Regions from separate parts of the Zea mays genome. Here regions 1 and 2 are each linked to region 3. Evidence: chromatin contacts called from public Hi-C data. All regions are on one chromosome and are shown on one strand. Each heading gives the region's core, a stretch centred on a gene start, on an enhancer-like site or on the middle of the called end of the contact. The rest is flanking DNA. Distances are from core to core; before and after follow the strand shown. Region 1 holds the start of LOC103629366 (NADH dehydrogenase (ubiquinone) complex I, assembly factor 6). Region 2 holds the start of LOC103629364 (Membrane protein of ER body-like protein). Region 3 holds the start of LOC103629369 (rho GTPase-activating protein REN1).

Evidence for each region. Hi-C and Micro-C count contacts between places; a contact is called where the count stands out from the background.
Region 1: a Hi-C map of ear shows a contact between it and region 3, with 3 times the contacts expected there. The contact joins the promoter of LOC103629366 here to the promoter of LOC103629369 in region 3. A contact is called at or near these places in 5 of 25 Hi-C or Micro-C datasets (ear, endosperm, leaf and 1 more).
Region 2: a Hi-C map of endosperm shows a contact between it and region 3, with 1.9 times the contacts expected there. The contact joins the promoter of LOC103629364 here to the promoter of LOC103629369 in region 3. A contact is called at or near these places in 2 of 25 Hi-C or Micro-C datasets (endosperm and tassel).

What each region holds. Positions count from the first base shown.
Region 1 is chr6:64,973,422-64,976,757 of Zm-B73-REFERENCE-NAM-5.0, forward strand. It overlaps LOC103629366 (NADH dehydrogenase (ubiquinone) complex I, assembly factor 6), which reads left to right and starts at 1,275. Exons shown (of 2, transcript XM_008650506.3): 1 at 1,275-1,713.
Region 2 is chr6:64,896,367-64,899,806 of Zm-B73-REFERENCE-NAM-5.0, forward strand. LOC103629364 (Membrane protein of ER body-like protein) reads left to right here and starts at 1,901. Exons shown (of 10, transcript XM_008650505.4): 1 at 1,901-2,462. The coding sequence starts at 2,174. It overlaps LOC103629365 (a long non-coding RNA gene), which reads right to left and starts at 2,994. Exons shown (of 2, transcript XR_554332.4): 1 at 2,348-2,994; 2 at 1,303-1,560. LOC118472190 (a long non-coding RNA gene) reads right to left here. Exons shown (of 3, transcript XR_004850175.1): 3 at 3,402-3,440.
Region 3 is chr6:65,136,673-65,139,929 of Zm-B73-REFERENCE-NAM-5.0, forward strand. LOC103629369 (rho GTPase-activating protein REN1) reads left to right here and starts at 1,948. Exons shown (of 25, transcript XM_035959932.1): 1 at 1,948-2,361; 2 at 2,464-2,575; 3 at 2,685-2,801. The coding sequence starts at 2,766.

The DNA of each region.
Region 1 (3,336 bases), core at 25-2,524, 160 kb before region 3:
CTTCTTCTATCAGGATGTGGGTTCAAACCTCACGTCTTGCACCGCTTTTTAATATTTTACGCTGAGGAGAGATTTGGAAGAAATGTAGGAACTTTTTTTGTAAAAAAATGACGTAGGACGACCGTTGAAACAGATGCTTTAAGTATATTAGAGATTAGAGATTTGTGATGATACAGCCACATGACAATTAATTTATGTAGCAACAATTTGGACCACACAATAGAAGAGCAATGCGCCATGTGGCTAAAGGCGGTTGGTGACGACGATAGGATCATCTAACGCACCGATCAATAACTATCGGTCCAACTTTAACCTCATCGTCTGTCAATATCGATCAAATCGACCGATCTGTCGACCAAATTCAATGATGTTTAAGCCGAACCAATGCTCACACGATGGATAAAAGGTCCTCAGTATCTATCGGTCTAGCTCTAACACTGTTGTTTGTCGATATCAATAGAATCGATCGATTGGTCGACCAAATTTATTGATGTTAAGACTGAACCGATGCTCAAACAATGGATAAAGTCCACAGTTGAAAGCAGCCTAACTGTTGGTCAGTGATCAGTATAAGTTTCCACGTACCTGTTTGCCTCGTACGCATCTATTTTTTGGTGAACTCACCGGTCAGACCTAGTATTTATCAGCCATCTGCCCCTCTTCATCTCTGATGAGAAATTTGGAATTATGTCATTATGAGAAGTAGATTTTACCACTTTGCCATCGTTTCACAGACTTCACACGAATCCCATTATGAAACATGTCGCACACGCTATAATTGTTTAATGAAACAAAAAGAAATAAATATATCTATAAGGACATTGAGAGACGATTTTGCCCCTGTTATTGTTCGTGCATTCACTTTGGTCGCTGATGTTGTCCTCTAAGGATGTATTTGGTTTGGCTTTTGACTTTTTGCTTTTGCTCCTAAAAGCTAAAAGCCAATCAAAAGGCTGGATCTAGGAATCGGTTTTTTTCTCTATAAAAACCGACTTCCTCGCAGTGTAAAACTAAAAGCATCATTGGACCTGCTTTTAGTGGCTTTCGGATGAACCGTGAAAACATATATCAAATAACTTTAACGACTTTTAGTGGTTTCCACCAAACGTTTTTTAACTTTTTAACAGCTTACACACTACATCAGCTTTTTCCACTGCTCACAGTCAGCCACAACTTTTTTTTTCACAGCTACAGCCCAACAAAACATACCCTAAACCCGGTTGTGTCTGCCCTCAATGTCCATATAAATATGCATTACTTCTTTCGATTAATATAAAGTATTATATTGTGTGCGATATATTTATAAAGGACCGTTTTATAATGAAATTTAGACGAAAACTCTCAAAGATTGTAAAATCGCGAAGGCTACTAGGCAGAATTCCAAATTTCTCATCCCTGATACCTCACACCGGGCCGCCACACAAAATCCCACACCTGCGTATCGCGCTGCCCACCGCACATCCCCGCCTCCCGCCGGCCGGCCGGCCGCCTGACGACTCGCGGTCACCGCCTGCGGGCCACCGTCCGCCCCCAGCTCGCTCACGATATTGTACGTTCGTGGCGCGGAGCACCGTGGTGTTGGCCTAGTACGTCGATTTCACGGTGACTTCACTACCATTGCCGCCCAGTGGCTGCAGAAGCTCCCCGCCAGCAACAAGTTCACCTACAACTGCGACGGCCACACCTTCAGTTACCTCATAGAGAAAGGATTTAGTGAGTAGCTTTCATCCCGTCGCTCCGTTCCGCCTTATTCCATCTGAATCTGCGCCGCCGCGGGCTCGAATCGGGTTCGGCTTGCTTGGATCTCGCGGGGTTCGCCTCGATCCGCTAGATGGTATCAGGTTCGTTCGGTCGTCTCGTGTTATTCTGGATTTGATGGGATTGTACTGCGTTCAGCGTTCTCATGCCTTATCTGGGGATAAAAGCACTGGCATATATCTCTCAGATGGATCCATGCGGGATATGTTGCTCCTGTTTTTAATCATGGAAAGGGTTGGCCATTTTGCCGATTCTATTGGCGTTAGTTGATGCCGTGGCTTTGTAGCTCTATTTTGCTTTCATTTGCTATTCGTTTGTCACATAAGAAATTACGGCATACTATAGAAGTATTATGTGATAAGGAATGTTGTAATACCAAATTCTCAGCAACTGATATGAGTTAGGCGTCCATTTCAAAACATTGTGTTGATCTAGAATAAAACTCAGATGAAAGCACCCGTCAGTAAGATTTCTTCATGGCAAACAGACCTGCTAATAATCTGATAATTGTTAACGGAAGGGCTGCTAACTATTACTAGTTCCATTAGCAGGATCAATGTTTACAAGTCGGCCGATCAGCTGGTCGAGTGAGAGGGGCGACCAGGCGACTAATCGCGATTAGGGCGACGATTAGTCGACCTAATCGGTCCTGGTCGACCTCTGGTCATCCGTTAGTCGTCCTATAGATTTAAGGACATATGTATATGTATATAACTATATATTAACTATATAAACATTGTATTTCTGCAATAATATAGGCATAATTAGTAGCAGACTAGCAGTAATTCAGTAAAAGTGAAACAGAATCCATCCAAAGTCCAAAGTCTAAACTGAAAGTAATATTGGCATAATTACTTGCATTAATTCAGTAAAAAGTACAGCAGGAACCTGCTGGCTGCTACCTAGAGCAGATCAACATCCAAACAAATCGCGCTAGAGCATCCAAACTGCATTACCTGCTGGCTGGAGCACTTGGAGGCTGGAGCAGAGACGTCGGCAGAAACCAGTGAGGACAGAGGAGAGGAGTAGGGTTTCTGGCGGCTGGGAAGGGTTCTGGCGGGTTTCTGGCGGCTGGGAGGGGTCCTGGTGGCTGGGAGGGTTTTTGGAGGGGCGGGCTACTGTAGATGAGCCAAAAACCAGAGTGAAGCCCAGTACCAAAACTGCAACGACCAAAAACGACCAGGAAGTGTTCGACCAGACGACTAATCGCCCAGGTCGACGACTAGTCGGACGACTAGGACGACTAGAAACCCTAATCGCGTCGTCCTCCTAATCGCCCTCTTCCAGGCGACCAGCCCGACTAATCACGATTAATCGCGATTAGTCGGACGACTTGTAAACACTGAGCAGGATTTGGAGTTGCTAATGATTCATATGCACCTTCAACTCACTATCTAACTACCTATTAGCACATGGATGCAAACAGCTTCCCGCTAAAAGTTAGCAACTATTAGCTAGCTAATTTTTATTGCCAATGAATCCAAACAGGCCCTAACTAATATGAACATGTGCACAAATCTCGGCTGTTGTATATTCAGAATCTAATCTAGCCATGTGCCTTTCTTTTGTTTGTGTGGT
Region 2 (3,440 bases), core at 651-3,150, 240 kb before region 3:
CCCCACAACCAAAGTCCAACACGCGAAGCAGCAGAATGAGCGGCAACAACGTATATACATACTATATTAGATCTTGTGGATAATAAAATTTACAGATTTCAACTAAATTTGTCACCTGATAACATTATACAATATTTTTACTATACAATATTCTTATCATATAGTATTGATGAATTGGCCCAACCCCCCTTATATAACAATCCTGGCTCCGCCCCTGTATATAATAACCATGCATGGATTCATACTACATGTGTACGGTATGCTAGCTAACTAGCTCCAGCTAATCTAGCTAGCTCATAGAGTCTTGGAGTTTATGTGCAGCCCACTGCTATTAGTGAGCAGCCTATTTTATCTCTCTCCACTTCTCTTTCTTCCATATTCCATATCGCCGTAAATTTAATGTGACATCTCTTGCAATCTATGAGCTTATTAATTATACCTGCTCTAAACGGGAGGAGTAAGGTAGGGTCTTTTGAGGGGTCTTTAGGGAAGGATAACTAAAAATGTACAAGAGATGGTCTACATTTTATGATATATGGGTTTGGGTTGTATCATGTAATCTCTTATTGCATCTTATAATTGAAAAACGGTCTAAAGGCTTAGGGCATGTACAACCCTCATTTAATATAAGATCTCTTATGGTATCTCTAGATAAGGGGTTAATTAAAAATACAAGAGACTTGCCCTTCGGATTAAAGTCGATTATTTGAACTGCTGCAGCTGTAATCTATAGAGACAAAAACACTATAGAAGTAGCAGAAGCCGGCACGGATTAAAGCCAAGCGAACAAGCTCATACTAATTTCTATTGTTTCTACAATATTTTTGTATCTATAGATTGCAGATATAGCAGTACAAATAGCCGGCTTTAATTTGAAGCGAACAGCCTCCATAAAAATCATGGATGGGAGCTAAGGGTCAATCCACAATCCTATATTATACACCCTCCTAAAATATAGTTATTTTTCATCCTCTTTTAACCGTCCACATTCATCTGAATGCTAATGATATAGATACAAACTATATTTATAGATTAATAAATTAATATTTGTTTAGTTTAAAACGAATTATTTTTTGGGATGGAGGAATATAATAATGTGTCGTTGCCCGCGGTCGTCGTTTTTAATGACATTAATTATATTAATCAACTAAATCAAACAAACTTTAGCTAGCCACCTGGATCAGTAACAATTAATTTCTTATCATATATTCTCTCCACTTTTATTTATTTATCGCGTTTTAGTTTAAAATTAAATTAGTTGGCTCAAATATTTAAGAAAGGAGGTAGTATAGTGTAATGTGATGAAACTCAAGAACGAAAGATGTCACATCTCTCAGCTTAGAATTCTTGAATAAAAAAGTTATCATGTCACATTTGCTGCGTACAGCTGTAGTACGTACGTGAAGAACATGTGAATTGAGATAGGAAAATATCTCGTCAACGTCGTTATGCTTGTTCGCTTGGCTTCTATTATATTACTCCAAAACGAACTACTTGTTCATGCAGCTGGTACCGGCAATAATAGGTGGCTTGCCATCTGCCAACCACTCGCTGCTGCTGCTGAATACATGAATGGCATATAGGAACAATAAATATGAGATATACTTTTTTATAATATACTTGTTAAGCAATATGATATTAATATTCTTTATCGATCTATTTAGTTAGATATTAGTCATTGCAAGAAGAATGTACCTTGCATTCATGATTCAGGGTGACCGAGAGAGAGGGGTATTACTAGTAGGAATGCAATCAATAAGTGCTGGACTATACAGAACATGTTATATTATACTAATGTTGACGAGTTATTAGTCGAGTCAAGCTATACAAATGCAATTCTCTTATTTATCTATAAAAAAGCCTTTTTCTTTTCTTTTCTTTTCTTATGTTTCTTTAACCTATGGTCTACCTTTTGTTTGGTAAATAGTGCCCACTGATGACTCTGCTCTGCTGCTGAGCTCTTCCTCCTGCCCCTGCCCCTGCCCCTCCCCCCTCCTAGTGCTATGTATAAAGGAAGCAAAGCAATCCATGGAGACCCAACCATCAATCCCATTTCCCTCCCATCTAGGCAGTCAGCAGGCAGTAGGCAGTAGGCTGCATCTCAATCTCCATCTACACGACTGCACTCCTGCTCCTACTCCTACAGGAAACACACAAGAAAAGAAAAGAAAAGATGATGGAGGTGGAGAGGCCGATGTGGGAGCTCAAGGAGGAGGAGGAGGAGCCGCCGCAGCTGCTCATGGAGGCCGAGGAGGATGACTATGAGGAGGAGGAAGACACCTCCGCCCTCCTATACACTAGGGAGAGAGAGAGCATGAGGAAGAAGATGACGACAACGATGGCGGACCTGGACCTGGAGATGGAGTCCTCCGACTCCGACTCCAACGCAGCAGCATCAGCAGCAGTAGAGGAGGAGGCGGCGGCGGCGGCCCAGCAGAGCATCTTCTTGGATCCAACACAAGGTATGGTCTGCTCACTCACAGTACTCTCTATCCATAATCCATCCCTTCATTTGTCCTCTCAGTTGTTACTTGCAGTCTCTGCCCATGTCCTCTCCTCTTGTTTCCTTTCTTTCTGCCCTGACTCCTGTGGGGAATAGGGATCTGGTGCCTATTTCCATCCAATTCCATTCCTGTACTCGTCGTACCTCTGCTGCAGCTGCATTATTGACTCGTTTTCACCACTTTCTGCTGCTTCGGCCTTACAAAGTGAGCAACTAGCTAGCTCCTTGAATTTATCTGATCTGACGATGAGGCAGGCAACCACTACTATTCACTGTCACTATCCCTTGTGGACTTTGTGGCTCCCCATCAAATCGAAGAAAGTACTGCACACGGATTAGATTCTGGACCACGGCCCTTTGGCTTCATCTGTCTCCCCACGTCTGACAACTACTCCTGTCCCTAACCTCCTCATCTCATCATCAGAATTCCTGTCCACACCTTCCATTTCGTCGCATTGCCTTGCCTGCACCTACCTCCTCCTGTGCTTCCAATCCAACGACTAGCCCACATGGCACTTTCGATGTATCTTTTTTTTATATATCATTAAAAAAAGATAGGATTTTTTACCTTGGACCAAAACCTCCTTCCTTCCTTCCTTAGTTATACTAGCTAGCTAGCTAGTTCCAGTGCTACTTAGTTAGTTGCAGATAAATTCTTCTACTCACACTACGTGCGAGGTTAGACAGTAAAGTTACCTTCCCATTTCTTGACTGAAGGTCTATGGAAGTGCCGGCACTGCGATTGGACGCACCAACGCTTGAGTGGTCCATGCACAGCTGAAATAATCCTCCACAGTCAGCAGGGACACTGCAAAATTGCCAGCAACGTCGATTCGTTAGTTCAGCACCAACCATTATATAGTTCACCACACAAAGGTTAGTCTTATCGAATGCTCACACAACATACACACGTACGATGGTCTACCTAGCGATTACC
Region 3 (3,257 bases), core at 698-3,197:
GGGATTTGCTCAGCCACCCAGAATCAGTCAGATCTTATTTGTGGGGGCTATAAAAACCTTCCCCCCCCACTTCTAAACCCTAAGGCTCTCGAACCTACACCCTGTGCGGCTGCTCTCCTCCGTTTCAAAGCATTTCAACTCCGTTCTCACGCCCCAAGTCCTTCCCCTTTGATCGGTAGGAAGATTCTTCTTTGTGAGATAAGTTCTTGATCTAAAATGCGATTTTGACTCAAGTTCTTCGATCTCTCTCTTTCTAGTTGGTGTAGATCGTTCTTACTTACGATCCCTTTGTTCTTGGAACGTGTTGTTCCTTGTGCACTTGTAACCTTGCCTTGCGAGTCTCCAAATTTGTGGATGACCCCAAGAACGTTTTGGAAAAATTGAGTAAAGGAGGCCTTGACCTATGTGGTCATCAACGAGGAACGGGGTTGAGAAAGACCCGGTCCTTTGTGGGCACCTCAACAAGGAGTAGGGCACCTTGGTGGTGTGACCGAACCTCGGTAAAAAACGTGTGTCTTATGTGCTTTTGTGGGTGTGATTTTGTCTCTCATCATCTCAGATCTTTGTTATATCTAGTTGGTTTTAATTCAACTCTTCCGCTACGTTTATTGTTGGTAAATCTGAGTAGTTTCATTTAAGTTCGCAGTTGAATAGGTGAATTGCGGTTGAACCGGCCTCAAGATCGGTTGAACCGGCCTCCCCTGTTGAACTGTCGTTTCTCACAAAAGTTCGAAGTTTGTGTTGAGAATTGCAGGTGTAGCCTATTCACCCCCCTCTATGCTACTTTCATACGAAGGAGGCACTTACTATTTTCCTATGGGCATGCGGGGCCTCCAATCATTTATACAGCTAAGGAACAAGTTTGGACACTCTTTGGAAACTATAATCTGGAAATTTAGTGAAGTCCTTGATGGAATATATAGGATGTACAATGACCTGATTAAGCCGAAGGATGCCCATTTCACTGATATTCACCCTGGACTACGGAGTCTAGGTTTTGGCCACATATCAAGGACTACATACGAGCGATCGATGGAAGCCACTTTCCCGCCTTTGTCCCTTTGTCAAAGCAACCCAAATATATTGGTTGTCACGGGTACGCATAACAGAATGTCATGGTCGTTTGTGACTCCGATATAAGGTACACATTTGTCGTTACTGGGTGGCCTGGTTCGGTGCATGACACTAGAGTGCTACATGATACTTTTATCACGTACGGGAATAGGTTCCTACATCCTCCAGAAGGTATTAGTATAATCTACTTTTGTAGCATTTCCAATTAATGTTGTTATGTACCCCAACAGGAAGGGATACCTCGCATCTTATAATGGTCAAAATTACCATATTTTTGAATGGCAGCATGCGAGGCAACCAGTTGGTGCCAAAGAAGTTTTCAACTACGCACACTCATCCACGAGGAATGTTATAAAGCGATCATTTGGGGTGCTGAAGATAAAGTGGAGAATCCTTCTCAATCTGCATTCATTTTGACTAAGGAAGCAATCCAAGATAATTAATGTATGCATGGCGTTGCATAACTTCATTCAGGACAGTGTTATACACGATCGCGACTTTGACTAGTATTTATCTTGTACGAGGTATGTTTATGATGTAGCTATAGGTGATAGTAGTACCAACACATCATATGAGTTAGACATGAGTGTTTTTAGTGATGCAATTGCTAATGTGTTAGTGTCTTATGTAGTTATCTGAACCGATAAATAATTATATTATAATGGACAAATCATGTGTAATTGCAATCAGATGTTGATTATTGTGTCTGTCTTTTTCTTTTTTTTCACTCAGAATCTATAATATCAGAATTTGCGTATCTAAACACCCAGATTGTAACCATCAGCTTCTCCCACAGCAGTCCAACCAAACATTCAGCCAACTTTTTTCCACAACCAGCTTATTCTCACGACCATATTAAAAAAAAGCCGAACCAAACGTGACCTATGATTGCTGCTCACTAAGTGTTACCCAAATCGTCAGAGTGAGGGGGAGGCGGAGGGTGAATGTGAACTTCCGGATGTCTCCAATTGCTTCTGATCCTGTCCACTCCATTACCAAGAATAGCACTCCATGTATCTTGGAGTAGAGGGAGGAGGAGGGAGCTCAGCCAGTCATCTATGGATTGGTGCCCCAAACAACAAGACCGGCCGAGAGGGAAGAGCGGAGGCCGGAGGGGTCAGCTCTTGCACTTGTCAGGGGAGGCTAGTCTAGGCTAGGGGATCTCTGATTGCCTCCTATCCTCTCCTAGCCCTGCCCTGCCGCAGCGCAACGACTCCGAAATCTGAATCGCCGCCTCCCTCCGCCATTCGCGTCAGTGACATCTATTCCTTCAATTCATTCAGTCAGGTAACATCCTCGACGCCCCCAGCATCTATTTATGTGTTTCCATTCCATTGTACATTGCCAGTTGGCGTATAGCTGATTGCGATATGGATCATGGATCGACAGGCGACAGCCCATGCCCTTCACACAATCAAAATCGAATGTTGGTTACACAACTGGAAAAATAACGCACACCCCGCAACATACTAGGCACGTCTTTATCTCGGATCAGTATTCGGTAATATGGTTACCTGCGCCCGTTATTTTTCACCTTACTCTTTTTGGGTGCGGAGCACAAAGCTCATGACTTTATGGGCACTAACATAGTACTCTGCATCTCTCAATAGGGAGTAAGAACGACAGCGCATTGCCAGGATAGAAATCGTCCTGATGTTCTTCGTAAGTCTGGCATTTAGACCAGGCTGACAATGTCAGCTTCCGAGTTCAGGATTCCATACCAGCAAGTAAGTGGCTCATATGTTTCAACCGTATTTTTTTAATGTTTTGGGCTGGAGTTTGGCTATCAATGTGTATATATAGCCCGTTGCATTATTCAAGTGCTTTACTTGGGTGATAAACTGGATATGACTGTTAGCAATCACACCGTATGAGCTTTTACTTTGGATGGAGTTTTAGTTATCAATCATTGGTACATAAAAGAGTAAATCATGGAGAATATGCCACATAATGCATGCCTATGGAGGATATGCTGATACAAAATTCATGTCTTATTATGCTTTATTGGATAATAACTGTGAGAGAGTTGGAAGCGTGTGTTTGTATTTATTGATGAAGATAGACAGCACATGTACAGGTATATATAGGGGAGGAAGGTGAGAGGTAAAAGGAAGCCTTCTACACCTAAGGAAAGATCTAGAGTACAATCAGATCCTCAATCATAGTGATTGAGATCCTCAATC